Regions from separate parts of the Sus scrofa genome. Here all the other regions are linked to region 1. The links are chromatin contacts, called in public HiChIP or PLAC-seq and promoter capture Hi-C maps. All regions are on one chromosome and are shown on one strand. The core of a region is the stretch at or near the end of the contact, and the rest is flanking DNA. Distances in the headings are between cores, read along the strand shown. Region 1 holds the start of ATP2C1 (calcium-transporting ATPase type 2C member 1). Region 2 holds the start of ASTE1 (protein asteroid homolog 1). Region 3 holds the start of PIK3R4 (phosphoinositide 3-kinase regulatory subunit 4).

Evidence for each region. Promoter capture Hi-C pulls out the DNA fragments that hold promoters and counts their contacts. HiChIP or PLAC-seq counts read pairs in DNA pulled down with a chosen protein or histone mark.
Region 2: an H3K27ac HiChIP or PLAC-seq map of alveolar macrophages shows a contact between it and region 1. The contact joins the promoter of ASTE1 here to the promoter of ATP2C1 in region 1. A contact is called at or near these places in 1 of 47 Hi-C or Micro-C datasets (embryonic fibroblasts) and 1 of 2 datasets of contacts at active chromatin or transcription factors (alveolar macrophages).
Region 3: a contact with region 1 is called in a promoter capture Hi-C map of liver, with 5 times the contacts expected there. The contact joins the promoter of PIK3R4 here to the promoter of ATP2C1 in region 1. A contact is called at or near these places in 2 of 5 promoter capture datasets (fetal liver and liver), 5 of 47 Hi-C or Micro-C datasets (embryonic fibroblasts, epiblast stem cells, fibroblasts and 2 more) and 1 of 2 datasets of contacts at active chromatin or transcription factors (alveolar macrophages).

Annotation. Positions count from the first base shown.
Region 1 is chr13:1,578,070-1,581,295 of Sscrofa11.1, forward strand. It overlaps ATP2C1 (calcium-transporting ATPase type 2C member 1), which reads right to left and starts at 1,966. Exons shown (of 28, transcript XM_013990075.2): 1 at 1,740-1,966.
Region 2 is chr13:1,434,367-1,437,795 of Sscrofa11.1, forward strand. It overlaps ASTE1 (protein asteroid homolog 1), which reads left to right and starts at 1,348. Exons shown (of 5, transcript XM_021071325.1): 1 at 1,348-1,506; 2 at 2,794-3,429. The coding sequence starts at 2,815. It overlaps NEK11 (serine/threonine-protein kinase Nek11), which reads right to left and starts at 1,324. Exons shown (of 15, transcript XM_021071328.1): 1 at 1,175-1,324.
Region 3 is chr13:1,729,016-1,732,608 of Sscrofa11.1, forward strand. PIK3R4 (phosphoinositide 3-kinase regulatory subunit 4) reads left to right here and starts at 1,973. Exons shown (of 20, transcript XM_021071332.1): 1 at 1,973-2,482; 2 at 3,174-3,593. The coding sequence starts at 3,218.

The DNA of each region.
Region 1 (3,226 bases), core at 716-3,215:
CAGGGGTCTCAGCAAAACAAATTACTGCATATAAGAAACACCTATTTTATAATGGACTAGTCCTACTTAGGACACTCAAGCTTACATTTACAACAATGGAAAAACAAATTAGAAAGCAGCCAGCAAACCCTAACTGAAGCTCCTCTATACCAGATATAGATTTTTAAAACCAAAGATACATGAGAACAATTTTTTTAAACTGGTTGGGCATCCTTTTTATTATTATTATTATTGAAGTATAGTTGATTTACAATGTTGTGCCAGTATCTGCTGTACAACGTAACCCAGTCATACATACACACACATTCTTTTTCTCATACTATCTTCCATCATGTTCTGTCTCAAGAGATTGGATATAGTTCCCTGTGCTATACAGCAGGACCTCCTTGCTTATCCATTCTAAATATAAGTTTCCATCTACTAACCCCAGACTCCCACTCCATCCCACCGCCTCCCCCCTCCCCCTTGGCAACCACAAGTCTGTTCCATGAGGACAAACTGTAATTTGTAAATATCTTTTACAGCATCTTTCAGCCCCATTTAAGGGAAAAAAAAGTGAATAAAAAAGACTATCGCATTCAGTCCAAAGAATATGTGTTTTAGAAGGAGAAAAAGGCATTTATTCAGAGTTGTTCATTGCTTTTCAGAGATAATCAGTGCCGTGTATGAAAAGCATTAAATATTCTAATGAGGGCCAAGGAATCAAGTAACATATGATGATAATCCAGGGCATTTGCAGAGTTCAGTGGACAAACAGGTTCCACCGTCAACCTCCTAAAGCATGTTTTCAAATGAGGAACTTTAAGAAAGGAAATCACCTCATCATATTTCGTTAATATCAGAGCTGATTTTTGTTAACTGAAAAACATTATTTCTCTTTTCCCCAAAGATGTATTTATTAAAAAGCCACTTTCTTTCTTAAAAAAACGAGTTAAACCACATTAAGACTTGACATGCAAATACACAGGGATGCAGCGCAGGGTCTTCCCTCTCCATTTCCACTTCCCCTAGAGTGGTGTCTCTCAAAGAGCTCGGGAAGCAAAGCAGAGATGCCATCTGAAATGAAAACTTCCTTTCCATCCCCTAAGGTAAAGAAAGCGGGTTCCTTGGGAAAGCAGAATCAAGCTCCGTCACCCTACAGAACCTTAATTTCCGAAACGCCCCCACTGTACCAAGATAAAATCCAGAAACCCTATGGAAGCAACTACTTGGACACTTCACAATCAAAGGGAAAAAATAAAATCAGAGAAATAAAAAGGTAGAGAAAGACAACTTAACAGCCAACCACCACACCCTCAACTCCGCGCTGCAACCCGCCTGCCGGGGGCCTTTACCTTCATCTTCCATCGAAACTGCACTTGGGTTGGTGGCTACAAAGTCTTTAGTGTCAGCCACGGCCACACTGGGAATAGGGAGAAGAGGAGGACGAGAAGAGAAGCCCCCGGAATCCCAGGCCGTCACCCCCGCTCCCGGCCACGCGGCCCGCGGCTGCGCCCACCACCCCTAGCAGCAGCATCTGCAAGAGAAAGCGGAGAAGCGGCGCTGACCGGGGCGGGGAGGGACCCCAGCGCGCCGACCCCGGCCGCCCGCATCCCCCTGCTCACGCCCGCGGGGCTGGGCGGCGCCCCCATCCCGGTACCCCGGACACAGCTCCCAAGACCTGGAAGTTTCTAGAAACGGGGGACCGGAGGTAATCCAGCCGCCCCCCCAACCCCTTCTCCGGGATGCGGGGGACTCACCCGCGGGCTCGCGGGAGCAGCTCGCCGAACGGCGGCGCCGGGCGGGCGCCTCTCGAGGCGTGAAGGCGGCGACAGGGAGGGAGGGCGGGCGGGGCGGGAAGGGGAGCAGGTGAGGGGACCCGGCCCGGGCAGCCCGGCGCTCAGCGAGGCCGAGCTGGTCGGCTCCCGCCTCCGCCTCCTGCGCTCCGCCCTCCCCGCCGCCCCGGCGCGCCCCGCACCCCGGGACCGCCCCGCACCCTGGCCCCCACAGGCCCAGCTTTGTCGCGGCCACTTCCGCCGCGCGGGGCACGCGCGCAGGCGCACTCTCACGCCGGGGCGGGGACGGCGGAAGTGGATGAAGGCCCGGCCGTGTGCACCGCGGGCGACGGGGCTGCGGCCGTGCGGTGCGGCTGCCTGCTGGGCCCCCTGCCCTGCAGCGGCGGCCCACCCCCGACCGCAGAAACCTGATTCTCTACCATTTCTACGCACCCACCGGGTGCGAGCAGCGGCGAGCCTCCCGCTTCCCCGCGCCGGCCGCACGCCCTCAGGAGGCTGCCGCGGGGTCGGGCCGAGCGGGCAGGCGCAGCCATGGTCGCGGCCACCCGAGGTGCCTGAGCGCCCGATGAAGCGGCTGGGAGCCCCTCCCGCGTGAGGCCGTCATAATCCCGGCGGGCGACGCGGGGGCCGCGGTCTCTGGTGCCGACCCGTCACGGCTTCTCTAAGCGGACCTTCGGGCGGGGCCAATTCCCAAACTTCTACCGCTCTGGGGGTGCGCTCGGGACCCGCGCGGAAAGAGGGCTCAGACCGGCCCCCGAGAGCTCAGCGGAGCGCTTCTCATTTGTCCCAAGTGTGAAACCCTCGAGGCTGGAACAAGCAGAAGCCTAGCGTTCCCAGATGGAAGCTGGAAAGTGGGCATTACCTTCAGCAACTGGCGCGGTTTATTTGCTCAGCACCTAGTCCAGACTTCCAATAAGTCACTTTTGATGGACAATTGAGTTTAATAAACCCTGTCAAGCCAGACAGCAGCCATGGAACCCAAGTCCTCTTGCAAACAAATCCACTAGAGGGCAGGTCTACACCTGCTGAGTTACAGGGCATCCTGCAAAGAACTCGGGAGATCGCGGGAGACTTCCCTATATGCTGGAGATACTTCTCTCAGTCAACATTAACACCCATTGAAAATTTTGCCCCTTTTCTCAGGTCCTGTGACACATCCCAGTGTGCTCTCTGACCACATGTTCAACGTCAAAATAGGCAGTGGACCGTGTTAGCTGTTCTGTTTGGTCCCAAATTAAGCAGAACTGGTCTAGGATCAAAAACCCTAGGCAGCTTTCTGGATTTTAAGAGACATTGAGATTTTATTTGGCGAGATCGCCTTAAATTTCAAATGTGAAACCATAAAAATCAGGATGAAGCAGACCTCAAGTCTCAGAGTTATTTTATATGACCTACCTCTGGCTTGCAGGCTTAATGATTTAGCCTTAATGATGCATGTAAGCCTATGATTG
Region 2 (3,429 bases), core at 98-2,597, 140 kb before region 1:
AAGGAACCGAGCTACCTGAGTGGCTATGTGATCATCACAATACTAAAACATTAGACCTAGGTTGGAACTTCAGACCTGGGACCCGTATCTCAAAATCCCTGAATTATGTGGTATTATCAAGATCACAGAAAATTAGTGAAATCTACTGCTGGAAAAAACAACTGGAGAGCTGGGCTCCCAGGATATCTTTTGTTAGCGTCCTCTGCTAGCATAAAAGTGATACTTTCTGGCCAAAGTAAGCTGTTAAGAAAAATGTACAGACTCAAAGCCTTTTCAACCAACAGGACCGTTTCAGCAATCCCCCTAATTGCAGAGATGAGATCAAGGTCCCTGCCTATGAAAGGTGAGAATAGCTCTGTGAAGGCTCTCCTTTGCAAATGAGCCTGTAAGCCCAGCAGTGTCTACGCAGTGTGGCCAGGGCCACAGAGCACTTCAGAACTAGGCTCCCTCTTCACAGTGGCAGCCGGGCTGACCCCTCCTCAGCCCTCTTTTGGGCCACTCACTCCATCAGTCTCTTCTGTGCAATCACAGAGCCACCCGAGAACGAACCACTTGGTCACTGGCCAGCGTTCCCTCGACCCCACCTCACAGAAGTAGTGAAGGAATCACACCTTTACCCCTGTACCCGCCGTGACCCGCACATAGTAGGACACGTGTTCAGCAAACTCTGTTGGGGCGCATAAATGTCCAGCAGACCAGCTGCTGCTCAAGGGGGAGAAAGTTTATGTGGTGAGGGGAGGGAAAGACTAAGAAAACTTAATGAGAAGCAGGAAAAAGTTGTACACTGTCCCTTGGGGTGGAACTTCATACCTGGGGGCAGAGACAGGAGAGGGGAGTGTTTATCAGAGTCTCTTCCTCGGTAATGACAGACAAGACAAAGCAGATCTGACACCAGATTTTGTTAAAGCAGGAATCTAACCTTAAAGGTAAATCTTAACCTGAGGTTAAACGAGTAATTTTCTGCCTTGAGTTTTTTTGTTTTTTGCTTTTTTAAATTTACATTATCGCCAAGCTGGATAACACAGAGAGAAGGCACCAGCCACACATCCTCCTGTGACTGGAGCCGGCCCGGGAGATGAGAACTGAGGGAAGTGAGGAGGCGCGGAGAGGCGGCCCCGAAACTGGCATCTTCCCGGGGACTGGAGCTCGCGTGTCGCGAGGAGCCTTCGCGTACCTTTCCAGGAGGAGGGCGAAGGGTGGCGGCGCGGAGGGCACTCAAGGTCCCGCTAGAAACTGGACGCCGGAGGGGTGCCTCACATCCGGGCTACGGAGCCCCAGACAAGTGCGTCGGGGGCTGTTGCCAGGGAGACGGCGCAGGGCGTGCCGGGAAGTCGGGGAGGCGGCCCTGAGTGAGTCACCGAGGCGGAAGTGGGCGCCGACACGGGTGGGCGGGGAAAAGGGGGCCGGCGGAGCAGGTCCCACTTCCCTAACCTGACGGCCTCCGTGCTTCCCAGCCTTCTCGAGCGGTCTTGCGCCAGGCCTAGAAGCTCCTCAGCCCACCGCGCGGTAGGCGCCTCTGGCTTCTGGGAACCGGGTTCTCGGGAGCTCCCCCTTGACATCATGCGCGAAGACTTCCGGTTCCGCTCTTGGGGTTGGGCTCCTGTGCTGGGTCCACTTGTGCGTCGCCGGTCTCTGCCCCCGTTTGCTTTAGAAAACAGATTTGCAGAGAGATAGGTACTATACAGAGAGAGGGCCGAGACTGGGGTGAAGTGAGTCGGGCACTAAATGTGAGGGGAAGCCCCAAAACTCTGCAATCAAGATAAATAAATTCTAATTCAGTATCTTTAAAAATCAAAACTAATGCAAAAAAAATTACATGTTTGACAAAATCTTACGATTTTAAGTAAAGATAGGATCGGTAACAATGCCCTGCTGAGCCATACTGGCGCCTGAGACCAAAGGAGAAACTAGTCATACTGATCCTATGACTTAAGTTAGCCTAGTGGGGAAGGATAGTGTCAGTAACTGGCCTCATATGCAAACACAGATGAGAAGCGCCCGTGGTTAAGTTCCTGGAGGCTTGAAGCAGTAGTTTTCCTTACTCAGAACTGGGCTAATTAGGACAGGCCCGCAAGCCAAGGCTTGAAAGCAATTCCCAGACTCTGATTATCAAAATAGAAAAACCGGATTCATATCATTGTCCCTATACACTTTAGTTAACTGAAGCCCAGTGCTTTCTGGTTAAATTATGATATTGAGGATGTCATTTTTATAACTTGGGACTTTTTACTTTGACCCTACAGAACTTGACCCCTGTGTTGTTGGATGGTGATTGTCTCAATATCGCGGTCTGCAGAGGTTGTATACATCCATCCCTGTCCAAAGATCAGACTCCATGAACCCACTGAGTTTGTGCCTCGTAGCAACATACAGGGAAAGTGGGAACGAAAAAGCACTCAGCTAGCTAGTATTGTCTGAGAATCTAGGTAAGAACTAAGATAGTGACAACTAATGTGTTCTACTTAAAAAGCTCTTCCTGGAGTTCCTGTCATGGCGCAGCAGAAATGAGCCTGACTAGGAACCATGAGGTTACAGGTTCAATCCCTGGCCTTGCTCAGTGGGTTAAGGATCCAGTGTTGCTGTGAGCTGTGGTGTAGGCCAGCAGCTACAGCTCCAAATGGACCCCTAGGCTGGGAACCTCCATATGCCACGGGTGTGGCCCTAAAAACAAAACAAAACAAACAAAAAAAAAACTCTTCCTAACATTTGCTGTTGATTTGATGGTGCTGGAAACAGTGACTTGGTCTCCCATAACCAATATGGATTCAGAGTGTGTTCTCTCCTTTTAAACAGGCAGTTCTTCAGACAATCGCCATGGGTATCCGAGGACTAATGAGTTTTGTGGAAGATCATAGCAATGAATTCTTCACTGACTTGAAGTTACGAGACACAAAAATAATCATTGACGGCTATGCTCTCTTCCACCGGCTTTGCTTCAATTCTAACTTGGAGCTCCGGTATGGAGGGGACTATGATTCCTTTGCAGATGTTGTACAAAAATTTTTTGAAGCACTCTTTGTTTGTAAAATCTGCCCATATGTTGTATTAGATGGAGGATGTGACATCTCCGATAAAAAGCTTAAAACTTTAAAGGACCGAGCCAGGGAGAAGATCCAGATGGCCCATTCCCTTTCTGTTGGTGGGGGTGGGTGTGTGTGTCCTTTGCTCATCCGAGAAGTCTTCATACAGGTTCTGATCAAGTTACAGGTATGTTTTGTCCAGTGCTTTTCAGAAGCAGATCGAGACATTATGACACTTGCCAATCATTGGAATTGCCCAGTGCTATCTTCCGATAGTGACTTTTGCATTTTTGACCTGAAAAGCGGGTTTTGCCCATTGAACAGCTTTCAGTGGAGAAACGTAAACACTGTCAAGGGTACACGAGACCACTACATCCCTGCCAAGTGCTTCTCCCTTGACGCGCTCTGC
Region 3 (3,593 bases), core at 723-3,222, 150 kb after region 1:
TGGAGGAAAAATAGATTACCTGTTGACATTTCTTTTGATATTGGAGTATCCCTCTACAGGAAAAATAAAGTTGGACCAGTACTTCAGAAATTTAAAAATGCGAAACAATCCAGCATAAATCATGGGAGAAGTATAGAAACTAATATGGTGGGTTTGGAATACCTTTTCTGAGTAGGTTTCAGAGTCCAGACGTCATAACAACGATGGTGGCCTGGCCTATGCCCTGGAGAGATGGCAGTGGTTGGCTTCAAGCATATTTTGGAGGTGGAATCAGCAGGCATAGGTGATTATTGAATAGGGTGGGTGAAAGAGGGAATGAATAGAAAAATGTCAAAGATGAAGAAGACTTCCAAGTTTGTAGTTTGAGGAATCTAGTGGGTAGTAGTACTGTCTACTGAGATGGGGAAGATGGTAGAGAGGATGTTGCAGGGATAATAAAAAAATTCAGCTCCAGATTAAAACATTTTGTGCTTCAAAGGACACCAATAGAAAGAAAAAAAGACAACATAGAGAAAAACTATTTGCAAATTTGATATGGGACTTACATCCATAATATGTAAAAAACTCTTAAAAAATCAACATTCAAAAGACTATCTGATTAAAAGTGGGCAGAGGCTTTGAATATATATAAAGGATTTTATATATCCAAAGAAGATATAAAGATGACCACCAAGCATGTGAAAATACACTCAACATTAGTTATTATGAAATTGCAAATAAAGCCTACGATGAGATATTACATCATACCAAGTAGGATTGCCATAATAAAAAAGATAACAACATGTGTCAATGAGCATATAGAGAAGTTGGAACCCTTATGTATTGTTAGTAGGAATGTGAAATGGTACAGCAACTTTGGAAAACAGTTTGGCAGTTTTTTAGTATATTAAACATAGAATTACAATGTGAGTCTACAATTGCACTCCTAGGTGTTTACTCAAGAGAAGTGAAAACATGACCACCCAAAGCCTTATACATGAATGAACAGCAGCATTATTTGTTAATACCAAAAAGTGGACACAAAATATGTCTATCAACTAATGAACAAAGAAAATTTATATTCATACAATAGAATATTTGGCAATGAAAGGAAATGAAATTCTGATAGAAGCTACAAAAGGGATAATCCTCAAAATGTGAAGTGAGGGAGTTCCCCTTGTGGTGAAGTGGAAATGAATCTGACTAGTAACCATGAAGATGGTTTGATCCCTGGTCTTCCTCAGTGGGTTAAGGTCTGGCCTTGGGGTGAGCTGTGGTGTAGGTTGCAGAGGGCTCAGATCTGGCTGTTGCTGTGGCATGGGCCAGTGGCTACAGATCAGATTGGACCCCTAGCCTGGGAACCTCCATATGCAGAGGGTGTGCCTCCCCCCGCAAGAAAAAGAGGAAAAAAAAAAAAGGAAAGTGAAAGAAGTCAGTCACAAGGACCACATGTTGTATACCATATATATAAAATGTCCAGAATAGGCGAGAAAGAGAAATTGATTAGTAGTTGCCTAGGGCCCAGAGCGGGATGAGCAATTGGTAGAATGAGCAGTGACAGCTAATAGCTACAGGGTTTCATTTTGGAGGTCAGGAAAATGTTCTGAAGTTAGATTATAAGGATGATTGAACAACCATGTAAATATATAAATACACATTGATTTGTGTATTTTAAACAGATGAATTTTATATAGAAGGTAAATTATCTCTATAAAGCTCTTAAAAAATTCGACTTGGGATATCTTGACTTTCTTAAGCCTGTGAATTCTCCAAAAGGACTCCGTTCTGGTGTTCTTGGCTGAATGGCGTCTGAATAAGTTCTGAGGGATGTCAGAAATCCTCAGAGTTCAGGGATTCGGTAGAAGAACAGGATGGGGAGTAGACCGATGTGTTAGCATCCTGTTTTCTTCCTCCAAGTTCCCAGCGCGAGGCCACGCCTCTCTCTCGTTTCCTAGCAACTAGCTCCCAACTCGCCCTCCTCCAGTCTCACTCTGCGGTCACTTCCGCTCCGCGACAGGAAGTGAGGTCAGAGCCGGCAGCTTTCCCGGGAGTTCGGCTTTGCGGCGTCTGCAGCTGGAGAAGCCGAGTTTCCCAGGACGTGGCCACCTTCCTCTCTCCCGGGTTTCACCTCCCGCGGGTGGAGAAGCCCTCGAGGAGTCAGAGGGCTGCAAGGGTGCAGGTCCGCTCCAGAGGAAGGCGAGGCGCGGCAGCGCGTGGCTGCCGGGGCGGAGGAGGGGACTGGCGGGGCGAGTCGCTGGAGTCGGTGGGGTCTTCTCAGCTTGGCCCTGTATCTCCTGAGGCCCCGAGAACTTCTCACCTCTCCCCGGTGGGCTGCAGGGGTCGTGGAGACTGGGGCTCCCCTGCTCCCCTTTGAAGGAAGACCCCTCTTAGAGAAGACTCGCCCGGCAGCTGCTGACTTCTTTCCCCGCCCAGACCCCAGAGTGACTCGCCATGACCTCACCGTGAGCGAGCGATTGGCTTGTGACCCTTCTAGAACCCCAGGGTAAATATTTGCGTGTGTGCCCCGCCGTGTATGCATGTGTGTTTTCATTCCCTGCAAAATCTGAGATAGGATAACCCTGAGCTGTGTTTGGCAAATGGGTATTTTGGTTTACTTTTCTTTAACATTTCTGCTGGGGTTTCTTCCCTGTTACAAACCAAACAACTCTGCCTTCTGTTAGCTGAGTGGGAAGGGGCAATGGAATTAGGCCGGCAGGGCCCAGGAGATGCTGAGTGTTTGGATTTTTTTTTTTTTTAGCCCGACCTTTTTGTAATAGGCGATTCTTATTCAGATTTAAGTTTTTAAGGTATTTGGGTTTTATATTCAAGACTGCAGGTTTTTGGACAAAGACTGTCATATAGTACTTTTGTGACTCTTACAGCCTCAAACAATACTGAAGTAAAGGCTCATTAAATTTTCAAATATTAGAAAACACACATTCTACCGTTTTCAACGTAATATTGAAGGGGCCTATTTCCATATAGGTCAACTCTTGGAAAGGACAACATAAAATATCACGATCTTTTTAGATAAATATGTTTGAAATGCTAGATGCTGCCTAGAAGGCTAAGTACAGTGCTCTCGGTGGAGGAGAAATGGTGTTCATCTATCATTTAGAAAGAGGCCGCATGAATAGTGGTGTTTCATTGCTTTTTTTTTTTTCCCTTTTTCTCTTTCCTTTTTTTTTCAGTAGGTGTTGTATCCTAACTTACTGACGCAGAGGTGCCTGCTGCCATTATGGGAAACCAGCTCGCTGGCATTGCTCCTTCCCAGATTCTTTCTGTGGAGAGTTATTTCTCAGACATCCATGACTTCGAATATGATAAGAGTCTGGGGAGTACTCGTTTCTTTAAAGTTGCTCGAGCAAAACACCGAGAGGGCCTGGTGGTTGTGAAGGTCTTTGCAATTCAAGATCCCACATTGCCTCTAACCAGCTATAAACAAGAGCTGGAGGAACTGAAAATCAGGCTTCATTCTGCACAGAACTGTCTGCCTTTCCAGAAAGCAGTGGAAAAAGCATCTGAGAAAGCAGCCATGCTCTTTAGGCAGTATGTGCGAGACAACCTCTATGATCGAATCAGCACCCGTCCCTTCTTAAATAACATCGAGAAGC